2 separate regions of the Gossypium hirsutum genome follow, and region 2 is linked to region 1. The links are chromatin contacts, called in public Hi-C maps. All regions are on one chromosome and are shown on one strand. The core of a region is the stretch at or near the end of the contact, and the rest is flanking DNA. Distances in the headings are between cores, read along the strand shown. Region 1 has its middle 8.1 kb from the start of LOC121222459. Region 2 overlaps LOC107916244.

Region 1 (5,422 bases), core at 2,023-4,522:
CTGTTACTATTACCGATTCGACACTTTGTGTGTTGAATAATGTTACCGTTACTGTTACAGATTCAACACTTTATGTGTTGAATACTGTTACTGTTATTGCTACCGTTACTGATTACTGTTTAGGTGTTGTGTACCGTTAAGGTACAATGTGTAGTACTGGTGTGTTGGTTGGAATCTGTGTATCCGCCGAGTTCGAGTCAAGTTAATAGGGGCAAATGAAATAAATTTACTGATAAAACTAAATTTGAATGATATGACATATGTGAAAGGTGAGAATTGAAATAAAGAAATAATAATGGTATATATATATAATCAAATGATAATATAAAAGATTGAATTGTTCATTAAGTGATGATAATTGTAATGTAAAAGTATGTGTATGTGATTTAATGTATTTAAATATAAAGTGAATTATAGTGATACCACTGAGTATATGCATACTCAGCGTACGGTTATTTCCGTGCGCAGGTTGTAGAAATCAAGTACTGAGCCAGCATCCAAAGCCAGACCCGACTTCAGCAAACTTTTGGTGATGTATATTTTCTTTTGGTAATGTGGCATGTACATAGGAGGTATATAAAGGTTATTATGTTTTGAATATAAATGGTTAAAAATGTTAGTAGTACAAGTCTAAGAATTATAATGAAAGAAGTTTATTCGTTTCAAATTAATTAGTACACTGATAAATTTAAAATAATATTATATTGAATTGGTTGAATTTGTTGTGTTTCGAAATGGATATGATTTTGTTTGTAGGGGGTTTATGTAAAAATAAGTAGAAATACTGTCGAAATTTAAAAAATATATATTTACGAAAAATTTTCGGAATACTCGAACAAGTTCCGTTCTACTTTTAATACATGTTTTAGGCTTTAAGAGTCCATTATAGGAATTTAATGATTAAGTTATACTATAAATGTTATTTTAATTATGAATTATTCGTAAGTTGTCTGATAGGTCCGATAATGCCTCATAACCCTGTTCCGACGACGGTTTGGGGTTAGGGGGTGTTACAATTGTTATACATTATAATTTAATATAATAAAACAATAAAAATCTTAAATTTTTATCATCAATTGCCGCCTCATTTATCCAATTAGCATAATTTCCAATTTGGTCATTTTTACTTTTTCTTTTAATCTATATTTCAACTTTTACCCTTTACTATATTTAATCTTTTTTCCTAATTATTCTTACTTAGAATAAATTCACCTAATTAATACCTAATTAAGTACTCAACTAAACTCATAATTACTTCTAATAATTATTTATGACTCAGTTTACTAAGACGGAGGCCTGATAACACACTTTTCTGGTGCCCACGAATTTTGGGTCGTTACAGATAGGGCTTCCACCTATGAGAGAGATGGGTTATGCATCGAACTCTAAGGGAAAATGGTGATGCAAACTGAGCAGTTGGATAGAGTAAATTCTATGAGCAAGTTACATCTCAAACACTTTCCTAGTGTTTTACATTATTACTTACTATTGGCTTGGAAAAGACATAGGGATCCTTTCAAAGTTCTGAAGTGGGTAACTCGAAGGGTACAAATCGGAGTTGGCGGCTATACTCAAGCATAACCTAGTGTTCAATATGGGCGTACCTAAGCCTATATGTGTGGATTAAGGGGATCTTGATCAAGGCAAGTCAAGATCGGGGCAAGCAAGAGTGGTAGGCATTTGCGAACGAGATATACAAGAGAGGCGAACTACCCAACAGAGAGATTAGTTGGGAATCAGTTGAGGTGTTGAGGCAATTCTAAGACGAGTCAAACTGGTGTCATTCCGAGGACATGACGAGGGCATCACGAGAATGAGTAGGGGAGAATGTCACATTTCGCGGATCAAAGCTCGTGATAAATGCATACATAGCTTCCCATAGAGGTTAATTGATTAAATGAGCTTCATTTGACCCACTTGAATTGGCCTGATTTGTGGAATCCATGGAGAAACTCATCTACTTGAAGCCTTGGTGGCCCAGTGAAATACTCTAGTAAAACTAGAGTTACCATGGTTAATTAAATCTTAAGAGATAATATTGTATAGAGTTTAATCCCTTACAACTCCCATCTTGTAGATAGACACTAATCTCAATCGTTGATGTAATTCAATTTGTACTGTTGGATTTGGAAGAGTTCAACTATAAATAGAGGTCATTCCCCTTAATTGTAATCACCTCATTAAAAGTTAAAGAATATATTTGAGAGCATTTTCTCGAACACTTAGTGTGCTATCATTTTATTGTGGCTTTTCTGTTCGATTTAAGCCCTTTGTCTTTTCTAGTTGCTTTTGCTTTAATTCAGTGTCTTAGAGAATTTCCTTTGTGAATTCTCATTTTCGAGAGCAAGACTAACTTTTCCTTTGTGAATTCTCATTTTTGAGAGCAAGACTAACTTAGGCGGATTTGAAGCTAAGAAATCGCTAAGTTTTTTCACTTGGCCCATAAATACATTTATTATTAGCCATATTGATGGTGAAGTTTTTAAATACACATGTACAAACATGTTGACAAAATGACAGGTTCTTAAGTTATATTTAAAAAATAAAATAAATGGTAATTGTAATATATTTTGGGTTAGTATTTGGTACACTAGTAGTGTATTTTTTTATTCTACAAGTAGTCTCAAAAAATTGCCATGTGTTTTTTTTAATGTATATTTTAATATTTTATTATATTTGTATAGAACACTTGTCAACCCCTTAACCCGTGGAGTCTAAAAACTCCACTAGCAGTATAACAAATATTTTCCCATATATTTTTAGCTTGCTTGTGAAATAAAAATGAAAGGTATATAACAAATTTAGCTCCTAACTTCATCTCTTTTGTCACTATAGTCGTAGTTCTTCGTTTTGTATTACTTTGACCATCAACCTTTAAATTTGAATCAAATTGTTTTTTTATGGAGAAATAGACTAAATTATTAAATTTAACTACAACGAAGTGTTTGCCCATGTGGCAGTTCACATATACTTTATAAATTTTCAAAATAATTAATAAAATTTTTCAATATTTTCAATAAAATTTACAAAAATAATTATGCATGTCCACAATCAAGTACACATAGATTGCCACACAAACTAGTTAAAATTTTAATAATTGAATTAACTTGTTAACTTAAAGAAAAACAATTTGGGCCAAAGTATTCCAAAAATAGTAGGATCAAAGAAATGAAAAAGGATTGTTATCCCATACATCGTTTAATAGAATAGAAAAACACCACAAGCCGACGTAAAAGGATATCATTTGCATTTAGGATAGTGGGTGCAGCCCAGATCCAGACATTCTTGACCCATCAAAGTAAATCTATTTAAGCTTTTTTCTTTCCGGTTACTATTACCTGCACAAGAGTCAGGCCCAATATCATTATTTGATGAAGGAATAAAAATATTGGATCGAGGTCCCATTGTTGCTTCAATCCTTTCTTTCAATTGGATTGATTTTTAAAAATAATAATACGCATAATGTTAAATTTAATTTTTAATATTTACACTTTCTTTTTATCAATTTATCATTTGTCTTTTTTCAGTTGGATTTGATAATTAACCTTTTAAGAAGAGTTAATTTACCATTTTTTAACGGAATTGTTGACTAGAACATTAATTTTTTAATGATGTTGGCATGAAAACCCTCGTGACAGTTCACATATATTTCATGCTGACATAATACAATTGGTCTCATCAATAAAATTTTTTAAAATTATAAAAATATTCAAAAAAAAAGTATGAAGTACATATGGATTGTCATGTTTAAAAGTTTAACATTTTAGCCAATATTTTTGTTAAAACAACAACAATTTAATTTTTTAAAAGGTTAATGATCAAATTCAACTATTTTTATAAGATTAAGGGTCTAATTTTGCTAAAAAATAATAATAGGGGCAAACTAAAAAAATGTAAAATTTAAAGGCTAAATTTATCATTATGCCAAAAATTTAAGTATTAGATATTTGATTTTCATTTAAAATTATTTATTAAGATTTTTTAAAAGGTTAAGGGTCCAATTTAGCTAAAAAATAATAATAGGGGCAAATTGAAAAAAATATGTAAATTTTAAAGGCTAAATTTATCATTATGCCAAAAATTTATATATCTGATTTTGATTTTGATATAAAATTATTTATTAAGATTTGTCCAGTGGTTAAAATTTTCTTCTAGCATTTAAATAATACGGGCTTAAACTTTGTCATCCATTTCTCACTCTCTCAATATTATAATGATAAAATTTTTATATAAATTTATATAGAGATATAATTATTTTTTTGGGTGGGATAATATTATGTAAAATTCAAGTAATTTTATAAGCTTCCATAACCTTTTGTATTATGAATATATTTAACTTTGTGATTGCCATATTGTATGTTCTATTAATAGGAGATAAGTGTGATTCAACATGCTCGAACCTATATCCTCTTGCATTGGCAACAATATTGATGTCAACTGAATTAAGATTCAGCTGTAAAAAAAATTCAGTCATTAAATATTATTAACAAAAATAAAATATTGAATCGATATGATAGAAGATATTAGGTTGATTTAAAATTGTTTGTGTATGACAAATACAATTATATTGAGAATTTTAACGAATAACTTTTAATAAATGAAAATTTACATAAATAATTGTAGTTGTTTACTTGAAAGTTAGATTTTTCAAATGGTAGTTGCTATTATTATTATTATTATTATTATTATTATTATTAAAGGTGGATGTCCATATTTTAATCCGATAAAACTCCCTCATTTATTATAAAAGTAAATATGTAAGTTGCTTAATGTATGTGTTAACGAAGCACTTAAGCTTCATTTACATGTGTTGCATTAAATGACAATGAATTATAAATAGAGCCCTTGTATGAGTGAAATGATATACGAGAAAATTCTCTGTTGATTTAATCTATTATTTACTTTAAATATTTTTTTATTTGATTATTTTATAACATTATTATTATGATTAAGTTTTAAAAATAAATAATTTTTTTAAAAAATAAACTAACTATTTAACTTTATTTTTAAAAAAAATTGTAAATTAGGATTAGTTTTATTATATTTTCAATTGAATTGATTTATTCTGACACCAAACTCAATTACATTGAATTTTTTCTAGTTTCTTGTCAAGAATCAACTTCCTATGTGATATTGTAGTCAACATCGAAAAAGAAGCTTATGATCTTAATTTGGAAAATTAAGTACTGAATTTACTATAAGATTATTTGATATATTAATAAAAATTAAGTATTGTATAGTTATTTTTTATAATAATAAATTTTGATTTTTGAAAATTCATTATTTCATAAATTTAGATAGATCTATTCGAGGGTTGAGTTTCTCATCAAGGCCTAGAGGTCTGCTCGAAATTTGGGAGAGTTTGGTCAAAAAAATTAGACCTGTTTGAAAGGTCTAATCTCGACCTGATCCGACCATTTTT
Region 2 (5,422 bases), core at 1,763-4,262, 250 kb before region 1:
TAATAGCCCTAAACCTTGAAAGATGACGTGTATGACGTGTGTAATAACTGTTGAATAACTGGGAAAAGGGATGTGTCTATGTCAATTTTGAATGGGGTGACTTTCCCTTGTAGATTTCTCCCTAAGACAATATATGATCATCCAATTAGTTGACTGTCAACTTTTTTCTTTTTCTACTCATGCTGTTGCTAATAATCTTCTGTCTATTAAAGTCAATTGTCATCCAATGGACCTCTTCTTGGGTAATACTTGTCCCGGAACATTCACATTTTCTTTTCCATTTGTTTTTTTTCTGGCAGGAGAGCAAGGGTGTAGAGGACTTAGGTGGTGTCATTAGAGAAGGGGGTGGAGCACTAGCAAAAGGCCTCTTTAGAGGAGTTACTGGCATATTAACGAAGCCTCTTGAAGGTGCAAAAACTTCAGGTGTTGAGGGCTTTGTTCAGGGTGTTGGAAAGGGAATAATTGGCGCAGCTGCACAGCCTGTGAGTGGGGTTCTAGATCTTTTGTCAAAAACTACTGAAGGTGCAAATGCAATGAGAATGAAGATAGCATCAGCTATAGCTTCAGATGACCAACTCCTCCGCAGGAGACTGCCTCGTGTGGTTAGTGGTGATAATTTGCTTCGACCATATGATGAGTATAAAGCACAAGGACAGGTACTTTATTTTTTGTGTCCCCTCATCTCAGGGGTATAGTTGGTTCTGAGTACATTAATTAAAAGGGCAAGTGGAAAAGACCCTTTTTCTAATATAATTTTGTCCTTCCATTTCTGTTATGGTTTTGTATTTACCTTTTATGTGTTGTATTTAAATGTGAAAATTCTGTTGATGATCACGTGCTTACGTTATAAGTACAACTCTTCTAACCTGCTGGCCTGTTTTGAAGGTAATATTGCAATTGGCGCAGTCAACTTCTTTCTTGGGCCAGGTTGATCTATTCAAAGTACGCGGGAAATTTGCATTATCAGATGCATATGAAGATCATTTCATGCTACCAAAGGGAAAAATTATTATAGTTACTCATCAAAGAGTAATATTATTGCAAGTAGGTCAACTAACGTTGTCGGAAAGACTTTATGGTTGACTGGTGCCTTTTTTCTTATTATTGAAGCTGGAGATCAAACTAAAGGATCATATTCTATTTTGTCTTTCTCAGCAAAGCTCTAACATAACTCAGAGGAAATTCAATCCGATGAGGGATCCATGTTTAGTATTGTGGGATGTACCATGGAATGATCTGGCAACAATGGAATTGACTCAGGGAAAGAAAGACCAATTCAAAGCGCCACCTTCACAGCTCATACTCTACCTAAGGACTAGACCATCAGATACAAAAGAACAAGCTCGTGTCGTAAAATGCAGCCGAGATACTCATCAGGCTCGTGAAGTTTACACTTCAATAGAACGAGCAATGAAGACATATGGACAAAACATTTCAAAGGTTAGTTTCCAGATGATTTTTTTTCCCTTCATTTTGTTTAGATACACCATTTGGTTTTTTGCACCATATCATATTTGGACTTCTTTTGCTATTTTTAAGGTTTGGATATTGAAAACTTGAAATGGGTGCAACATAGATTGGAATATCTCTAAGCATGGCCTTGGATCATCCTTATTAAGATTCAAGTTTTATTCCTGGTAGTAAAAGCTTCTTTCAATGAAACAGGAGTTGCTGAAGAAGAATGTTACTAAACCATATTCACCAGTAGCACTGCCGTTGAAATGAGTCTGAAAGAAGGGGGTCCCACCTGGTCTCCTCAACAGGTGCCTACATCGAGACCAACTTTTGGCAGCAGCAGCAACAACTAACTTGGGAATGAGTGCCAACAGACACTAACATCATTTTCAGCATCCATCTTGGATCATTGAATCAGCGTTGGCTGAGTGCTACAAATTTTGCATGCTTGCATTGTTGGAGCTGTAAATGGCATTAAAGGAAAACGGTTAGTGGAGTAGTATATATTTGCAAAGCCCATTACAAATATTAGGTGATCGTTCTGCTTGAATATAAATTCAATAGATATTTCTTTATACATAGCATATGTTAGTATATATTATATAATATTATATAGTCAAATCTTTAGATTATTAAGCATAATTAAACACAATTTGGTATTAGATCCACCATGCAATCATGTCAAATCTTCATCCAATAATTTCGCTCATAGTCTCCAAGGTCCAAGCTTGATTGATCTTCCATCACACTTTATGATCCATTCGTTCAAATGAGAAATTTAATCTAACAAATGAAAGAGAAACTCAAAATCAACTAGAAATTTAATCTAACAAATGAGAGAATTACGTGTTTATAAGATCTAGAGATCCGGTTAATAGAGACTAACAGAAGTTCGAAAGTCAAAAATAAATCAAGGGCTCTATTGATGGGTAGTGCAATTAGTTTTGCTAGAGATTAAAATTATTTTGGATTCAAACCTAGTATGGCAGTAAAATAAAGATGATGTTTAATACTCTTTTATAATTTAACATAAAAGATAATAATTAGCTCAAAAGTAATAAAATGAATTAAATTAAAATTTAATGGTTGAAAAGACATAGAGCTACAAAACGATTAAATATTTAAAAAGCTCTCCTGGAAAATCTTTCATTGGAGCATACCAGCCCAAAAACTGAATTTATCTTTTGTTGGAGTATACCAATTAAAAAATTGGATGTCCGTGTGAAGTTTCAACTGAATTGAAGCTTATCAATCAAATAGCTTGTTTTAAACGTTTGGGCAATAATTTTTTCAATACATACCGCACTGATGATAATTTTAAATCCAAAGATAGCCTAAAAATTTAAAATGAAATCTAATTTCTTCGTAAAATCTCATTCTAAAATCTGGTACAAATTCAGTTAAATACATGGCTATTTGCAGGTGGGAATCTCAGACTTGGTGAAAAGATCAAGTGCCACTAGAAAGTCTAAAATCACAAGATGCCGAGGGGTGCTCGTGGTGGCACATGGCTTCCTGATGATAGGCACAAGTGGCAAGTGGTGCTTCGGCTAGGAGGTTTGCGTCTCGACCCTATGCTCTCGCGCATGGTGCATCAAATTCCTCCCGGTAGCTTGGTGTCCCAACGTTGATTATAGCGTCCCAACGCCATGGCTTGAGCCATTTCTACCAACTTGTTTCGCTTGATTGCTCACTCAATCTTCTACGGGTTTTACCTACAAGCAGAACATTTAAACAGAAAAAGTAGGCTACTAAAAGTATTAAAATAAGGGAGGTCATTTATACTGGCGTAAAATTATTTAATTTTATACACTTCTATAATTTTTTTGTACAATTGATACTTTAACAATTCAACTTTTGAATTTATCAATATAATTGTATTTGTTATGCATGTAAATTTTTAAATCGATTCGGTATCTCTATCATGTCGAACGAAAATATCATCTATATAAATATATGTTGAACGATTGAAAGTTTTTTGCATAAAATGAATTGTTAGAGTTTTCTAATTTACGCCAAACTTAATGTGCATGATTTAAATGATTGGAACATAAAACATGATAGTTGAATTGCTAAAATATGAATCGTATAAAAAGTTACAGGATGAGTAAAACTACTTTAGTTGTATACTACTGTAAGGATCCCTTCCCTTAAAATAAAACTAAACATATACACCTCAAAAACTTACTAAATAACAACAAAAATACCTAAAACACTAAAACCGTAAAACAATTAATTGAGCTAATTATATAAGTCCAATTGGTCTCTCTACTAACGCAGTACAACCTTGACGGTTTGCATTTGAATTGATGAGATGAATTAGAGAAATAGATCGCATGTATCACTATTTTCAATGAATATGTCTTCTTGCACGAGATTAAATTAATTCCTTCAAATCATTATTTAATTTATTATAATTAAATAGTTGAAATTCAAAATAAAAATTAAATTAATTAGTCATTATAGATTGTTGAATAAGACAATTAAATATATTTACTCATAGATTTAGTACAATAAAATTGTCATGAAAATAATTTAATTAGGAAAATTAATTCAATTTATTTCCATTAAACAAATGATGCTTGGAAAATAGTAATTTGTTTATTGAGTTGGTTAATTATATGAGTTAGTTAAAAGACCATATAATACATATAATTGTACCTAATATACAAGACCGACCCAATGACCCATCTTGTAGCATGATGGGCAACAACCTTAGTTCCCAGAACGCCCCTCCCCATTCTTAGTAAGAAATTGTGGTATTTTCTATCAAAACATTATTATTTTGTTTATCCTTATTTAAGTAAGACTCTTGTGATTTTCTCTATAAATAGAGACCATAGGTTAGGTTGAACATAGATCATTCTAAGCATCAACACTCTGTCAAAATTCAATGAGATCTATTCTTCTAATAAAATTCTAATTTTGAGAGAGATTATTTTTTAGTTTCTAACCTTTGAGAGCTATTGTTATTCTCAATGAATATCAATAGAAAGGTTTTATTGTGTTAATCAATTTCTGAATTAGAGCCTACTCTCTAAGCAAGTTGAAGTTCGAGAATAGCAGAGAAGATCGTGTTGGTTAAAAGTTGAGAATCGACTTTAACCACCTAGTCCAAAACACAAGTACAAATTTGGTAAAAAGTTTATTGCTATAAATAACACAACTACTTGAGTTTTAGAAAACTTTTAGTTTTTTGTTATACAACAAAATTATTTTCTAAATCGAATTTTTTCAACAATTGGTATTAGAGCCAAGTTGTACCGTGTTAATAGTGCAAATTGGTTTTAATGAATTTTCTCCTTTCTCTCTCTCTTGATTGATTAAATTGATGACAAGTGTCATTATTGCATTATGAGCATGTTTTGGATTTACATATGTGAATGTATGGATATTAATTATTTTAATTTATTATAAAATAATCACCAAAAATTGTGGTTCTTAAATTTTAGATCGATTGTAATTTAGGTTGTTAAAATTTTTTAAATTTGAAATTAGATCATGGAATATCATCTCTACGCAGGTTTTTTAATTTTACTTTTTGTAAAATTAGAAAATCATGTGAACCAAAAATAGACTAGGAATTTTTGTAATCTCAAATTTTTGAACAAAACCCAAAAAAGCACAGTAGACTCATAACTCAAACTGAAATAAGGTCAAACCATCAAACGGATAGGGACTCGTTGTAGGCGACGAGCTATTGGAAAAATTTGATTCGAAAACGGTTTTATTGCATAGTAGAAAATAGAAATTTTAAAAACTAAGTCGGTTTGTGATATTTATAACAATAAACCAATTACTGAATTCGCATTTGTGTTTTTTGTTAGACGAAACCTTGTCGTTCCTAACTTTCAACTAAACGGCCTTCTCCGCTATTCTCGTACCACGAACTGCTTCTAGTGTGGGCTCGAATAATTCGAATCAAAACACAGAACTAGAAATAGTTTTCTCTGTTTAAGTGTGAAAA

Evidence for each region. A called contact is a pair of places that touch in the nucleus more often than the background predicts.
Region 2: a Hi-C map of leaf shows a contact between it and region 1, with 2.9 times the contacts expected there. The contact joins two enhancer-like sites. A contact is called at or near these places in 4 of 34 Hi-C or Micro-C datasets (all in leaf).

What each region holds. Positions count from the first base shown.
Region 1 is chrD10:53,563,446-53,568,867 of Gossypium_hirsutum_v2.1, reverse strand. No RefSeq gene overlaps it. Among protein-coding and RNA genes, the nearest start is that of LOC121222459, 8.1 kb to the right of the region's middle. Within about 2 kb of position 3,272, at least 1 of the 9 cell types and tissues checked has an H3K27ac peak or open chromatin away from gene starts, as enhancers often do. A contact at or near this core is called in leaf, where this site is marked.
Region 2 is chrD10:53,818,066-53,823,487 of Gossypium_hirsutum_v2.1, reverse strand. It overlaps LOC107916244, which reads left to right. Exons shown (of 65, transcript XM_016845404.2): 61 at 300-656; 62 at 886-1,044; 63 at 1,156-1,440; 64 at 1,666-1,708; 65 at 1,711-2,032. The coding sequence ends at 1,808. Among protein-coding and RNA genes, the nearest start is that of LOC107916243, 28 kb to the right of the region's middle. Within about 2 kb of position 3,012, at least 6 of the 9 cell types and tissues checked have an H3K27ac peak or open chromatin away from gene starts, as enhancers often do. A contact at or near this core is called in leaf, where this site is marked.